Linked DNA regions of Mus musculus: region 2 is linked to region 1. Evidence: chromatin contacts called from public promoter capture Hi-C data. All regions are on one chromosome and are shown on one strand. The core of a region is the stretch at or near the end of the contact, and the rest is flanking DNA. Distances in the headings are between cores, read along the strand shown. Region 1 holds the start of Patz1 (POZ (BTB) and AT hook containing zinc finger 1). Region 2 holds the start of B3gnt2 (UDP-GlcNAc:betaGal beta-1,3-N-acetylglucosaminyltransferase 2).

The links. Promoter capture Hi-C pulls out the DNA fragments that hold promoters and counts their contacts.
Region 2: a promoter capture Hi-C map of cranial neural crest shows a contact between it and region 1. The contact joins the promoter of B3gnt2 here to the promoter of Patz1 in region 1.

The regions. Positions count from the first base shown.
Region 1 is chr11:3,287,917-3,294,344 of GRCm38.p6, reverse strand. It overlaps Patz1 (POZ (BTB) and AT hook containing zinc finger 1), which reads right to left and starts at 3,888. Exons shown (of 4, transcript NM_019574.3): 1 at 2,461-3,888; 2 at 1,002-1,065. The coding sequence starts at 3,731.
Region 2 is chr11:22,855,951-22,862,378 of GRCm38.p6, reverse strand. B3gnt2 (UDP-GlcNAc:betaGal beta-1,3-N-acetylglucosaminyltransferase 2) reads left to right here and starts at 2,644. Exons shown (of 2, transcript NM_016888.5): 1 at 2,644-2,885.

The DNA of each region.
Region 1 (6,428 bases), core at 2,639-5,138:
GTCAGAATGTGCTCTGTGGCAACCAAAATCAGAGATGGAGCGGCAGAAAGCAGCAAGGCAAAGACAGATTCCAGCAGGCCTATCTGGAGTCAGCATCCTTGGGAGCGGCTGCCAGGCTCCCGGCTGAGCATCTGTGAGCAGCGAAGCCCTAGTCCTGGAAGCTCTGTGCTGCTGCACAAGGCCATTCCTCCCTATATTCTCCTGAACCCACCCGTGCCAGCAGGTTAGGAGAAGCAGGGATCCCCTGACAGAGGCTGTAGGATAGCTCATGTCACTGCTTTGACATCAGTTGAACGCACTTGCCACAGCAGAAGGGAGATAACCAAGAAGACAGTGGTGTACTTTGCATCACACTGAAAAAAAAATGCTCAGAGGCCAAGAAAGAAAACTCATTTTCTAGGTCCCAGCAGAGTCCCCAGAGAGTTCAAGCAGACAGGAGAAAATCCAGTCCAGCCTCCCCTACGTGATTCCACACTAGAAGAGAATGCCTTGCCTTGCCTTGCCTTGCCCTTGCTGTTTGTGTTGGGAGATGAGACCATCCTCTCCCTACCTACAGCCTCTTCTGCCACGCTTTCTCCACTGAAGGAACCCACAAGTTCCCACTCGGCTCAAACCAGAGGAAGGGTTATTGGCTGGGCCACCGGAAGCCCTTTTGAAACCCCTACAGTTCATACAAATTACTGGGAACCAGCAGCCAGGCCCAGCTAGGTGTCAGATCCACCATGAAAACACTTGTGTAGTGTGGCCCACCAGCCAATGCCCAAAAATGCCAGGACAGGAAAGCTAAGCAACAGAAAGGAGGGAAAGGCTGTGGAGACGAAACAAGTGAACAAAGAGTCTCATAGCCCTGGGGAAACAGAGGAAGCTGGGTATAGAACAAAGGAGGCCAGAGAAAGGACAGGGCGACCAGGGGTGGGGGGTGGGGTGCAAAGCAGTGCTCAGGCCAAGGCTGGAGGACAGCAGCATCTTTCCACCCAACTGTTCCCTGGCCCAGTCCCTACCTGACACTTGTGAGGTCGCTCAGAAGTGTGCACCTGCTTGATATGTCCATTCAAGTGATCTGGCCTGGAAAAGAGATCAACAGACTTTAAAAACAAGACATCAAAAGAGATGGGCCAAACTTGGCCAGCCTCCCTCCACCACCACCACCCCAGGGAGAACTCCACCCCAGCAAGACAAAGACAAAGTCACCACCCAGCTCTAGCTCCAGGGGCCCAAGCATCTCAGCCACACACCCGCCTTGGGAGGGGAGCAAATGTTTCCCTCTGATCTAACTAACCCACCCCCCACATCCCCCCTCCTCCGCAGAAATTCAAGGATTCCTAGGACCTGAGGCAGCAGCTTTAGAATGACACGGGGATGCCTTGCCCAGCCTTTCAGGGAGGGGTGGGTGTGGGACTCATTGTCCAGACTAAAGCCCCTTAGAAGCACTGCGTTCCCCTCCCCCCAGCCTCTCCCGCCACAGCAGCCAATGGCCACAGCAGCCAATGAATGCCACCCGGATGGAATTCAGTCCCCAGAGGCCAGGGATGGAGCTTTAAGTCCCCAGCTGGACTGGCAAGCCAGATGCCCGCCAGAGCAGGTGGGCAGGGGCTGTCTGACCGGTAAGACTGGTTCCTACTTGGGGCCTCTCTGGGGGAATTCTGTCTCTAAGCTCTCACACATACTGAAAATCCTTGGGATTTCAGTTAAAATCAGCCTTTTATTCAATATTCTCAAACTGGGAGAAAAACAAAAACAAAACCAGCCCTCTGCTCCCAGGCAAGTCTTCAGTTCCCAAGAAGGCTCTCTGAAAGTTGAAAAGAAGGTCTGTCCTGAGAACAAACAGACGACCTGTGGGTCCACTGGATTCTGAAGCCACCACGTCAGAGCGCATCAGATTCCAGTATTACTACTGCAAAACAGCCCTGCGTAGCCGGCTTTTATGTCTCTCAAACCTAGGGTCACATGAGGGGCAAAGCTGGAACCTACTGCTGCAGGCCAGCCTGTTCAAACTGGTGGAGGATCTAGGCCTCGGGAGTGTAAGGAGTCCTAGACACACTTGTTCAGTTCTTCCCTCCGAAGCCATTCAGGCGGGGAAAGTCGAGGGAGGAGCCCAGCCTCCCGCCCCCAGAGGGGGCCCCACGCCTGGTGCCGGAAACACAAAGGGAACCAGGGGAGAAGAATGGGGAGGCCCAATGGCTCTGGCCTAAGGAATCCGGCCCCTTCCTACAAGGCCCCTGGGAGGGTGAAGCTAGTAAGCACCCTGGTGCCAGAGAACTTGCCTGAAGGCATAGATGCAGCTCTTGGCCACACCATCAAAGTTGGAGATCTTAAAACATTTAAACATGTTATGTTCTATTAAGGTCCAGTGACCCTCTACCCCCACAAGATCCACATCCCCAGATCCTGGGAAGGATCTGTCTCGAGACAGAACTAAGATAATACACAGCAGGGAGTGGGGGAGGGTGCCATCCTCACCTGGAGAAACCTTTCCCACAGCTCTGGCAGATGTACGGTTTGCCCACTGACCCATCATGGGACCTCACATGGTACGACATTCGGTCTTTTCTCTTGAACCGCAGACCACACACCGGGCACGAGTACGGCTTCTCCCCCGAGTGGGAAAGCTTATGCCGGTTGAGATGGTATACGTCACGAAAGATCTTGCCACAGATCTCACAAGCCACTTGCTTCCTGGTCCGGCTCCTTTTTCTGGGGCCATCGGGGTCCTCGGAGATGGGTAACCCATTCTCACCCAGCCTTGGAGGAGGAAGATCGATATAGCCCAACTGGAGGCTTGTGACGCCGTGCTGGGCCTCATGTTGCCGGAGCCGGTTGGCGTCAGTGAACACCTTCCCGCACAGGCCACATGGAAGGATGCCTGCTTCCCTCAAGCCCCCTGGAGACCCAAACATGGAGTCCAGCAGGTTGGCCTTCCTGGGGCGTCCCCGGCCTCGCTTGCTAGTTAGTGGAGGTGCACTGGATGCCACATTAGGGAACGGAGAAGTCAGTAGTTGGGGGGATAGGGGTCCAGCCACCATGGGCAATCTGTCCACCCCGGGTAACACAGGCAGAGAAGCTTGGCCCGCAATAGCAGCACCTGTGGCCCTGGCAGCCTCCTCCTCGGGCTGCATACTGCCAGCAATACCGTTACTGTTGGCTGCCATGGCTGCCCCGTTGGTCATGTCCAAAGGGAAGCCCAAGTCAGAAGTCCCAGGTGGGCGAAAGAGCATGATATCAGCCCGGGCAGGGGGCACGAGGATCTGCACGTTGGACTGTTTGATTACTTCCTGGCAGATCTCGATGACCGACCTCATCAGCAGGAACTTGGCGGCCGTCATGAGCTCGGGGAAGCTCTCTAGGCGCACAACGATTCGGGACGTATAAGCGAAGTCCAGGATGTCTCCGAACACTTTGGAACTGATGGTGTGCATCTCCAGTTCGCGGCTGCCTCCAGCTCCGCCGCCTGGAGCCGCCGCCGCGCCTCCCACATCAGCAGGACCACCATCTGCAGCTCCGCCGTCGCCTAACTGGGCGCTGAACACAGACTCAAAGTACTCGCTGCAGGCAGCCAGTACGGCGCGGTGCGCTGGGAAGCTCTCGTCGCCTACTCGTAGGAGCACGTCGCAAAAGCGCCCGCCGTTTTTGCGTTGTTGGTTCAGGTTGTGCAGCATCTCCGTACTGTGTCTGCTCACCTGGTAGGTGTAGCAGCCCGACGGACCGCAAGAAGCGTCGTTGACCCGCTCCATGGTCGCTGCCCCTTCCCCACTCGCCGGGCCGGGCACCCGCCAGTCCCTGGTCCCTTCCCTTAGGCAGCGAGACGCCTTTTGCAGCGGACCACTCACACTCCCCGCACGTGCGGCCCAGGGCTCGGTAGTACTCTCAGGTGCGCCCAGCGCACACGCCCCCTGCTCTAATAAAAAGGGCTAGACCCAGCGGGGCACTGCCCCCCACATTGCCGCCCTTAACCTCCGCCGGACCCGCGTAGCACTCCCTCTCCGCCTGCCCGCCTCCCTCTCTAGGTCTACCTTCCAGGGGTAAACGAGCGAAGAGGTGCGCCCCTCCTGCAAACGCAGCTGCCACCTCCCCTCCCGCCCGCCAGGCGGCGCCGGCGCGCGGCCAAAAGGCGCGCGCGCGCGCGCGGGGAGGAGGAGGGGTCCGCCGCGCAAGCGCAAGCGCGCGCTCCGAGGCTTTTCCCGGGCCCACTGGGGGCGCGCGCTGCGTCCCCTGCAAAGCGCGAGCCGGGGTGGGGGCGCCGGAGCAAAGGAAACAAAAGGCGAAGGCGAAGGCGGCGGTCCGCGCGCACAGGGGCGGTGGCGTAGGCCGAGTCTTGGAGCCCGGCGAAGGCGGCGGCCGAAGCGAGCGGGTGGCAGTAGCAGGGTGGGCCCTTTCCCAAGCCAGGCACGAGTGGCGGCGGCGCTGCGGCCCCAGGCTCCGTGCGTTCGGAACGGAGGAAAGATGGCAGCGGCTGCACTTCCTCTTGCACTTTCACCCCTGGGGGGAGGAGAAGGAGGGGGCGATACCAACAACACCCCCCCCCCCAGCTTGCAGAAAGAAAAAAAAGCAGCGAGCTCGGCGTGGGGGGTCTCGGTCGCCCCGACTCAGCACGTGCGCATCCGGCTCCCTAGCTTGGGCCGCCTAGCGCTGCAAACTTTCCACTTTCTTTGTGCCGAACGCCCCCCCCCCTCACCCAGCGGAGGATGCACGTCCCCCATTCCCTATTTATACAACCCCCCCCCCTGCAGCTCCGCTCCGCTCGCTTCCTGCCCCCACTCCCCAGCTCCGCCAATGCTAGCGCAGCCTGATCCTCCGCCTCCCCACCCCGCCCGCGGGGCCCGGGGCTGCAGCCTCAACCACCCCCCACACACCACCACCCCCCCCCCGACCCCGGCCAATACGATCTGAGCGCCGAGCCAGCAAACCAGCTACAGCCGCCCCTCCGCTGCCCGCCCAGAGTGTAGGCGAGCGTGCGGGATGGGCAGCCAGAGCCTGTGGATCTGAGCCCCCCAGCCTACCTTGCGCACCCGCAGGTCGGACGGGCATCAGCACCCTGCCTAGTTCTCCTTTGATGGCCGAAATCCCTAGAAGTCGGCTGAGACCTCCCGCTCTGCTGCCCTAGGAAGGAGACGGGATCCCGATCCGACGCAGGCGGAACCTTCTGCCTGCCTCACACTGACCGAGGCAAATGCCCGGCACGCCTGGATAACTAGAGATAGGTCGTTTTCCCCACCCACAGCTACTTGGGCTTTGTGCCCCAGGGAGCGTGAAGTCACAAGCCAGCTCAGAGAAGGGACAGTATGATGGCGATGGACAAAATCAACGACCCCTGCATGTCCCAGCAGTTTTGTAAGAAAACTAGGGAATCCAGAGATCAAGAAGCCCCCTCGATCTTCCCCAAGCCAGAAGCTTGCTTATTAGCCCTTGCCGCCCGGCAAAATGCCGGCCACTTTGACCACGGACCGTGCGGCCAGGCTAGAGCGCATTGTCCCTAAGACGCCTGAGGATGCTATTAGGCGAGGGTTGCACACAGGTTCGTCTGCTTGGGCTGTCGCTGAGCTATTGGTATCAGAGACTGTAGGCAAAGCACGTGTACTGGCGCGAAGTTCCCACAGTTGCGAGAGGAGCGAAGCACGTATTCCAAACTTTGCACGGCTCCAAACTGAGCGCTTCCATTAAATGTAGCGGTGTGTGTGGAAAAGCATTCTGGGTATTACCATGCAAATGAACGGGACCAGCTTTCATCTCGGCTTGGGGTTCCCACCAGCGTGCGCCTAGCCTGTTACTCATCTCACTGAGGCTTTTCGGCATGGCACTGTAAAGAGGACCCTAGTTCAAATCCTAGACCTGAGCGCTCTCGTTATGTCTCGGTGCCAGTTACTTGGCTTCTGTGAGCCAGTTTTGTAACCTGTGCCCCGGACAAAGTTGAGAATTCACCCTCCTCAGACAGTTACACTCCAGATTTCCTGAATAAAATGAGGAATGAGGCTTGAGGAAAATTCCCTTACCCTAAAGAAAGACCTGTCCCCTTAAGCCCAAATCCTGTGTTAGAGCAATCTAAATACTGCTTTTAATTTCTCGGTCACAGTATTTTGGAGGGAGATTCTGGGAACTAGAAATTCTTGTGTTCAACTGTGCTATTGAGGGTTCTAAGGTAGATCATTTACCTAGTGTGTGCCAGGCTCCTGTTTTTTCCCCAGGGCTGTGGAGCAGAAAGAGGAAGTCTGCTTACTCAGTCCCCAGTGTACTTATCTCCATTTCCCCAGGTTAGAGAAAATGGAAAAGCGCAAGGCCACAAACACTAGGAGAGTCAGGAATCAATCCAGGTGTGTGTCTCCTCTGCGGGGATCCGAAGGTCATTAGTAGCCTCAGACACTGTATCACGATAGGCTGTTTAGAAAACTGGATGCTACATCTAGAGGGTTCACCTTGTAAAGGGGAGCTCACAA
Region 2 (6,428 bases), core at 1,395-3,894, about 20 Mb before region 1:
GCTGTATAGACCGACACCCCCTAGCTGTGCCCCTGCCCTATCCTTCATATGGCAGAGAACGACTTACCCACAATGCAAATTTTAGAATATAATTTCTACTTCAAATGTTTCATTGAATAAAATCCAAACTCTGCTTATTTCGATACCTTCCCCTTATAGCCAGAAGCAGCTGGGGTGTGTGTGGTTTTTTTTATTTTTATTTATTTATTTATTTTTGTTTGTTTGTTTTTTGTCAACTTGACACAAACTAGACTTATCTGGGAAGAGGAAACTCAACTGAGAAACGCCTTCATCAGATTGTCCACAGGTCTGTAGGTTTGTTTGTTCATTTGTTTGTTTTTTACATGTGGTGTGAGAGGGCCCAGCACACCCCAAGTAGAATAAGAAAGCAGGCTAAGCCAGTAAGCTGGGTTCCTCCATTGTCTCTGTGTCAGCTCTTTCCTCAGTTTCCCTTTATGAACTGTCGGCCAAACCAACCCTCTCTTCTTCAGCTGCTTTTGGTCATGGTGTTTTACCACAGCAATAGAAAAACTAAGCACTTTTCCTGGACTCCTCAAAATGGTCCTACCTTCTTACAGTTCTTTTGGTCTATATCTTAATTGTAATGAAATAGTTTTAATTTATTTAATTATTAAGCACTTCTTTGGTCGTCTGCGCCTGGGTTGGACAGCACATTTGTTGAATGTATTATCTCTGCCTTTCGATGATGAATCCCTCATAACCTAAGAGTAAGCAGGACAGCTAAGTGGGTGTGGAATCCAACACTTGAGTTATTTCCCCAAAGTCACACTGGAAGCTGGATGGAACATTTCCAGCTGCACTCAATGGCACCAAGGAGAAAACGCCTTTAAAAAAAAAAAAGACAAAAACAAAACTACATGGCCTGGGCAGCTTTTGGCAGCTCTGAAAGACTCAAGCTTTCTTTCCCTGTTGCTTGCCAGCTGACTTTACTCAAAACTTCTTGCCTAGCAATCCTTGAAAGCATGTCTGTGGCTTCGGAGAGCCATTTAAGGGGGAAATACAATAACAAAATGCCCACCAAGAATCCAGCTTTGTCTCGTCACAACGTTTAAATATCAATACGGCAGTCTGCAGTTAATCAAGTACACAGACCTAACTTCTAATTTGCTTCTTTTATTGGCTTTCTGAATTATAAATATAATCGTGGGAAAAAATTCCTCAGAGTCAAGAAAAGCATACAATTTCTCTTCCTTTCTTGTTCAGAGTGACAGTGGTTAACAGTTTATGTGAACATATAAAAATCCAAGTTGTTGTTGTTGTTTGGGAACGTAGTGACAAACATAAGAACAGATCGGTCTGCAGATTGTCAATCTTAACATTTCCAGAACCACTGACTCAGAATTCCTTCTTGTGGATGACCGTACACACGTGGCTCTGCGCTCAACCCAAACAACTCGCACTTACTTCTTTCTGCGGCTGTAAGTAAGACTTCGTGGTCTTGGTCGAGCTGGCTGAAATTCAATCTCCAGCGCTCGAAAGTCAATGGCATCCCTTTGACTAACTCCATCTGACAGCCTTCTGAAAAAAAAAAAAAAAAAAAAAAAAAGCAAACAGGTGTAGAGTGTTAACTTCTCAGTGTGATTATCTCCAGAGGGTCGACCGAAGGCCTTAGCAATAAGAATGGAGGGGAGAGGAAGCAGCTTCCAAGCGCGTCCCAGGTTGTGGGGACCAGGCTCTAGGTTCGGTGTTGAGGGCGTGCCGACTCGGCCGGCCCACCCAGCTCTACAAACTAGAGCAACTTCTCCATCCGGTCTCCCCGGCTTTTTCCTGGGCCTCACCTTGGCACGTAGCGCTCTGGGGAGCCTGGGGAGGCGCTGGGTTGGGGGTGGGGGACCGTTCCGGGTCCCGCGTGATCCATGCTTGGGTGTGGTTGGTGCTCAGTCCAGCGGCATCACGGGGGTTCAGCGTTCAGATGTCTTGCTAAGCCCAACTTCTGAAGTCGCCGAGCGAACTCCGCACCCAGCGCCTCCCGCATCTTGCATTCTTGACTTCCTGAGACCCGAGTGGAACCACGTGGAGACCTCATCGTGTCTTTGATGGCTTCATAACCTGAAGGTCCGAAGAGGCCAGATAGGCACCACCCTCAGGCCTTGGGCATCTATCTAGGTGGCTGCCGCTACTATGTACGCTGAGAGCAAAGGTCAGGTGCACTTGGGTTTCCCTCTTCTCACCTCCCCTCGTGGATCCCGCTCACAAGCCACTCGGAGCCGTCTAGACTTAGCTACATGCCAGTGCTGGCTGGCAAATTCTCACCAAGCGCCACGCCCTGGTAGCTGAAGAGTTTACACTAGACCCTGGATCTCAGCAGGGTTTGGGACTCAAGTCTCAGCTGTTTTTCTGGGGGAGGCTACTTCCTGGCGGAGCGGGGGAGACTGTAATCTTTGGACACCGCGCGCTCCAGTGAAGCCTTAGGTTTTCTCAGTGCTACGAGGGGCGGAGAGCTCGGGAAGGGCCCGGGGGCGCAGTCCCAGCGGGACCTGGGCGCCAACTGGCGGGAGGGTTCGAGTTCGGCCTTTCCCAAACTTGGGCCACGGGGCGGGAGCGCGGCCTTCCCGGCGGTGACGCGCGCGGTGGCGCGGCGTGTGATTGGAGAATCGGGCGGGGGCGGGACCGAAGGGACGCGGCAGGGGGCGGCGGTGCCAGGAGCCGGGGCCGAGAGTAAGGCTCAGCGGCCGCCGCGGCAACAAGTGCTGGAGCTGAGGCGAGCCGGAGCCGCCCAGACCCCGCCGGGCCGCCCGTCCGCGCATTGCGCATGGAGCGAGAGCGGCGGCGGTCGCGGGGCTGAGCCGCAAGAGCGGCTGGGACGTGGATGCGGCCGCGGTCTTCCGCCCCGCCCCGCCGAGCTGGAGGTGTCCCTAGACAAGGTAGGGCCGGGTGGGTGGGCACCGGCCCTGCATCCCCGCCCCGCCGCGCTAGTTCCGGCCGGTGTGGGCGCCCCGCGCTCTCGCCGCTCTTCTGTGGCTCCTGCGTTGTCTGCGCATACGTTCCATCGGGTTCCCCTCACCGCTCCCAGTCTCACTTTCCTGGCCTCCGCACATCATTTCCCTGGCCTCCTCACCTCCCGGATATCCTCACCGGTCTCCGTTCTCCTGTCCGGCTTCCTCACCTCCTGGTCCTTCTCCCCTCCTTTACAGCCTCCTCACCTTCTCCCCAGTCTCCCGGCCTCCACCTCCTTCCTGACCTTCTCACCTGCTCGACCTCCGCTCTTCCTGCACCCACAGGGAGAGGGCAGCGACACCCTGAGCCGCGCTGTACCCCGCGCACGAGGTGCGGGCCTGGGCGGCGGGGGAGCGTCGCGGGCGGTGTTCTGCCCCGCCCGCGCACTGCGCTGGTCTAGGGTGCCGCAGGGGCAGATCAGGTGTTTGTGAGCCGCTGGCTGCCGCTTTTCACCCCCATCCGCTGGCACTGTTATCTTCGGGTCCCCAAAGACTGGTTTCTGTGAAACTTCAGGAGAACCTTTCGCGTTGACCTCTAAAAAATATTCCACGCCGCCCGCGTTGAATGATTAACTAGACTCAGGACTGCCTGGGGAGCTGGCCCTGCGACTGGCAGGTGGGCGCACCTGAGGGGCTGGGACCCTTCTGGGGACGTAACACCTAGCACCTGCTCAAATGCACTCGCCTAGGGTCCTCTGAGCTCCCGGGTCTTGTGTGGGAAGGAAGCTCTGAAGACTCCTCTCTAGTGTCATAGTGCGTGCGAGGTCATCTTGAAAAGTAATGCACACTTGGGTAACCTGGGCTGGCCCCATGTTCGCTCCTGCCCCAAATACAGGGTGGCTGGCCTTCGCTCCCCTGCCCACTGTGGTCTCCCAACTTGACTGCTTCAAACGATTAAACCTGTTCTTCTGCCCCCTCCGCTCCCCGCCAAGCCGTAGCTTTTTCCAGGTTTCGAAGCCAATGGGTGAAAATGGGCTTCGTGTTATTACAGGTTCTTCCAGGGTACTTCTTTGTGCCTCGGAAAGTGATGGGATGGTTAATGAGAGGGCCACTGGACCTGAGTGGAGCTAGGAGGGCGGGACCGGGGCCCAGCCGTAGCGCACTTCTGTGGGGTTTGGACCGCGCACTTGATAGGGGACCGGCTCAGGGGCAGGCCGGTCACTTCCCTCCTGTTCTAGTCCAACTTCTGTTTCTTTTGAATAGAGATTATGAAAGCTGATGGAACCCCGGGGAGTTTTTACGCCGGTCCTAGAGCTCTTTATACGGTTAGGTTTTAAGACCAAAGAAGTGTGCGGGAGCCCTGTAGAACTCGCCCGAATAATTTCCGGCCTTTGCAGTGTGTACAGATATGTTTATCAGCAGATCTGCTTGGAACTCCTTTCTCGGCGTAGAATACTGCTTTCCCCACTCAGGACTCAGCCTGCCGTTCTTAATTTAGTGTTTTTGTGTAAATGTCGGATTCTCTGCTAAACTTAGGAGTCCATTCTAGAGGCTTGCTCTGCCACGTGCTGATAAATGACAATGTTTTTTTCCTTAAGAGGCTTGTATCCCCTATTTAGTTTCGGGAATGGGATACTTGGACAGTAAGATTGTTTTTAAGGACAAATAAGATGCTTAAGCGCTTATAGAGATCATAACGAAGTTCTTGGTGGCCTCAGCTTACCTTTGCCAAAAACCAGTCATCTGGTGGAACTGTTCAGATTTGTCAGATTTGTCCAGTCTGAAATCACCCAAGCTTGACCGACAGAGATAGTAGATTTTTAAGACCTAAGGGAGAGGTAGTCTTTGAGAGAAACATAATTTGTTTATGAATTGCTTTACCCCAAACCCATTGCTTTTGAAGGCCTGAGCACAGAGATGGTTTACGGTTTTGAAGATATACTTGCTTAAAAAAAAAATCGCATGGTGGTTCACACACCTTTAATCCCAGTACTCAGAGTCAGAGGCTGAGGATTGCCAGAGTTCAGAAGGCCAGCCTGGGTTACAAAGAAACCTTGTTTCAGAAAACCAAAAAACAATTTTAAAATAATTTGGATTTCCCTTGTTCTCACATAGTACAGTTAGGCTAAAAAGGGAAAGGGGAACCGATAATTTACTGTTGACTCTGCCCTATACTGTTGGTTCAAATGTGTGTGCTTGGTTTTTTAAGGGTTATATTAGGAAACAAGATCCAAACATTGTTGCTTAACCTAAAAATGATGCTGGTTGGTCTAAAAGGCTGGTCTAAAAGCTAATATTTGGTAATACGACCTGTTATAACACACAAATAGTGGTACATAAATTACCAAAACTCAGAAATTATCATAGAGGTCTTTTGGTCTTCTGTAATTGCTCTGGGGTCAAAAATCATTATGATCAGTTGTCTGACATTTTTTAGTGATTACGGATTAAATCGTGAATTGAATGAGGCTCGCTTCATTTGAAAGCTATAAGTATTACCTAACAACTGAAGTCGTCCAGTAAAGGAGATAGTGCATCGCTCCAGCTCACCTCACCTTGCCCTCCCTAGATGTAGCTCTGGCTGTCTCTTTTCCCTTTCTGGACGGAGTGGGCACTTGCTGAATATATTCAAATGGTAGGATGAATGTATTCCTCTCTGGAGAGGCAATTACTGTTTGTATAAGAGGTGTGCGCATGTGTGAGGTGAGGCTTTTTGAGAATTGATGTAATGATTTCATCATTAGCCACTGCTGGAGAAGTTTGCCAGTCTGAACAGAGCCTGAGTGGGAAGCATGAGGCACCAACTGTTTGTGGAGGATTTGTTCCTGGGGCAGCTACTACTGGAAACATTATTCCTACTGAGTTTTCTATTCCTTTCAACTGTATGTTGCCCCTTCTGTGAGTTTTTTGTTGTTGTTGTTGGTGGTGGTGGTGGTGTTGGGTTTTTTTTTTAACTCTTTTGCTGCCTGCTTTGTTTGCTTGATGTGGCTTAATTACTGTAACAAAATTCAAACTCTTTGAGAGCCAACATTGTATCTGATTACAATATAATGCACATTTTTAACATTTATGTAAGGTTAGGTGTCCACATTTCCTTATGTAAATGTAAGAAATTATTTGAAATTATTTTCTGTTTGTCTATAGACATTCCCTCCAGCAGGGCTTAATTTTTTTTAATTTTTTTTTATTTGGTAGGGAAATTCCCATTAGCCAAGCAATTGATACTTGCCACTTTCCATTGTTACATTTAAAACTAGGTTTGTGTAGAGCCTTCACTCTGGTGTAATAACAATGTATATTGCTTAGTAGCTGTTCATTTCTTTCCCTTTAAGAAACAAACTTATTAGTCATGGTGATCAGTTCTAGGACTATAGCAAGGCTCCCTGAGCTGTGCTAAGGTAAGATAGTTAGGAGCATGAACTTGGAGTCTGTTAGCTAAGCTTTTCCTTTTAGTTGATGAGGCACAGTGTGAGGTTCTGTTTATGTTACACAGTCAGACCCTGAGCTGTTTCACTAGGTTTCTGTGCTTCT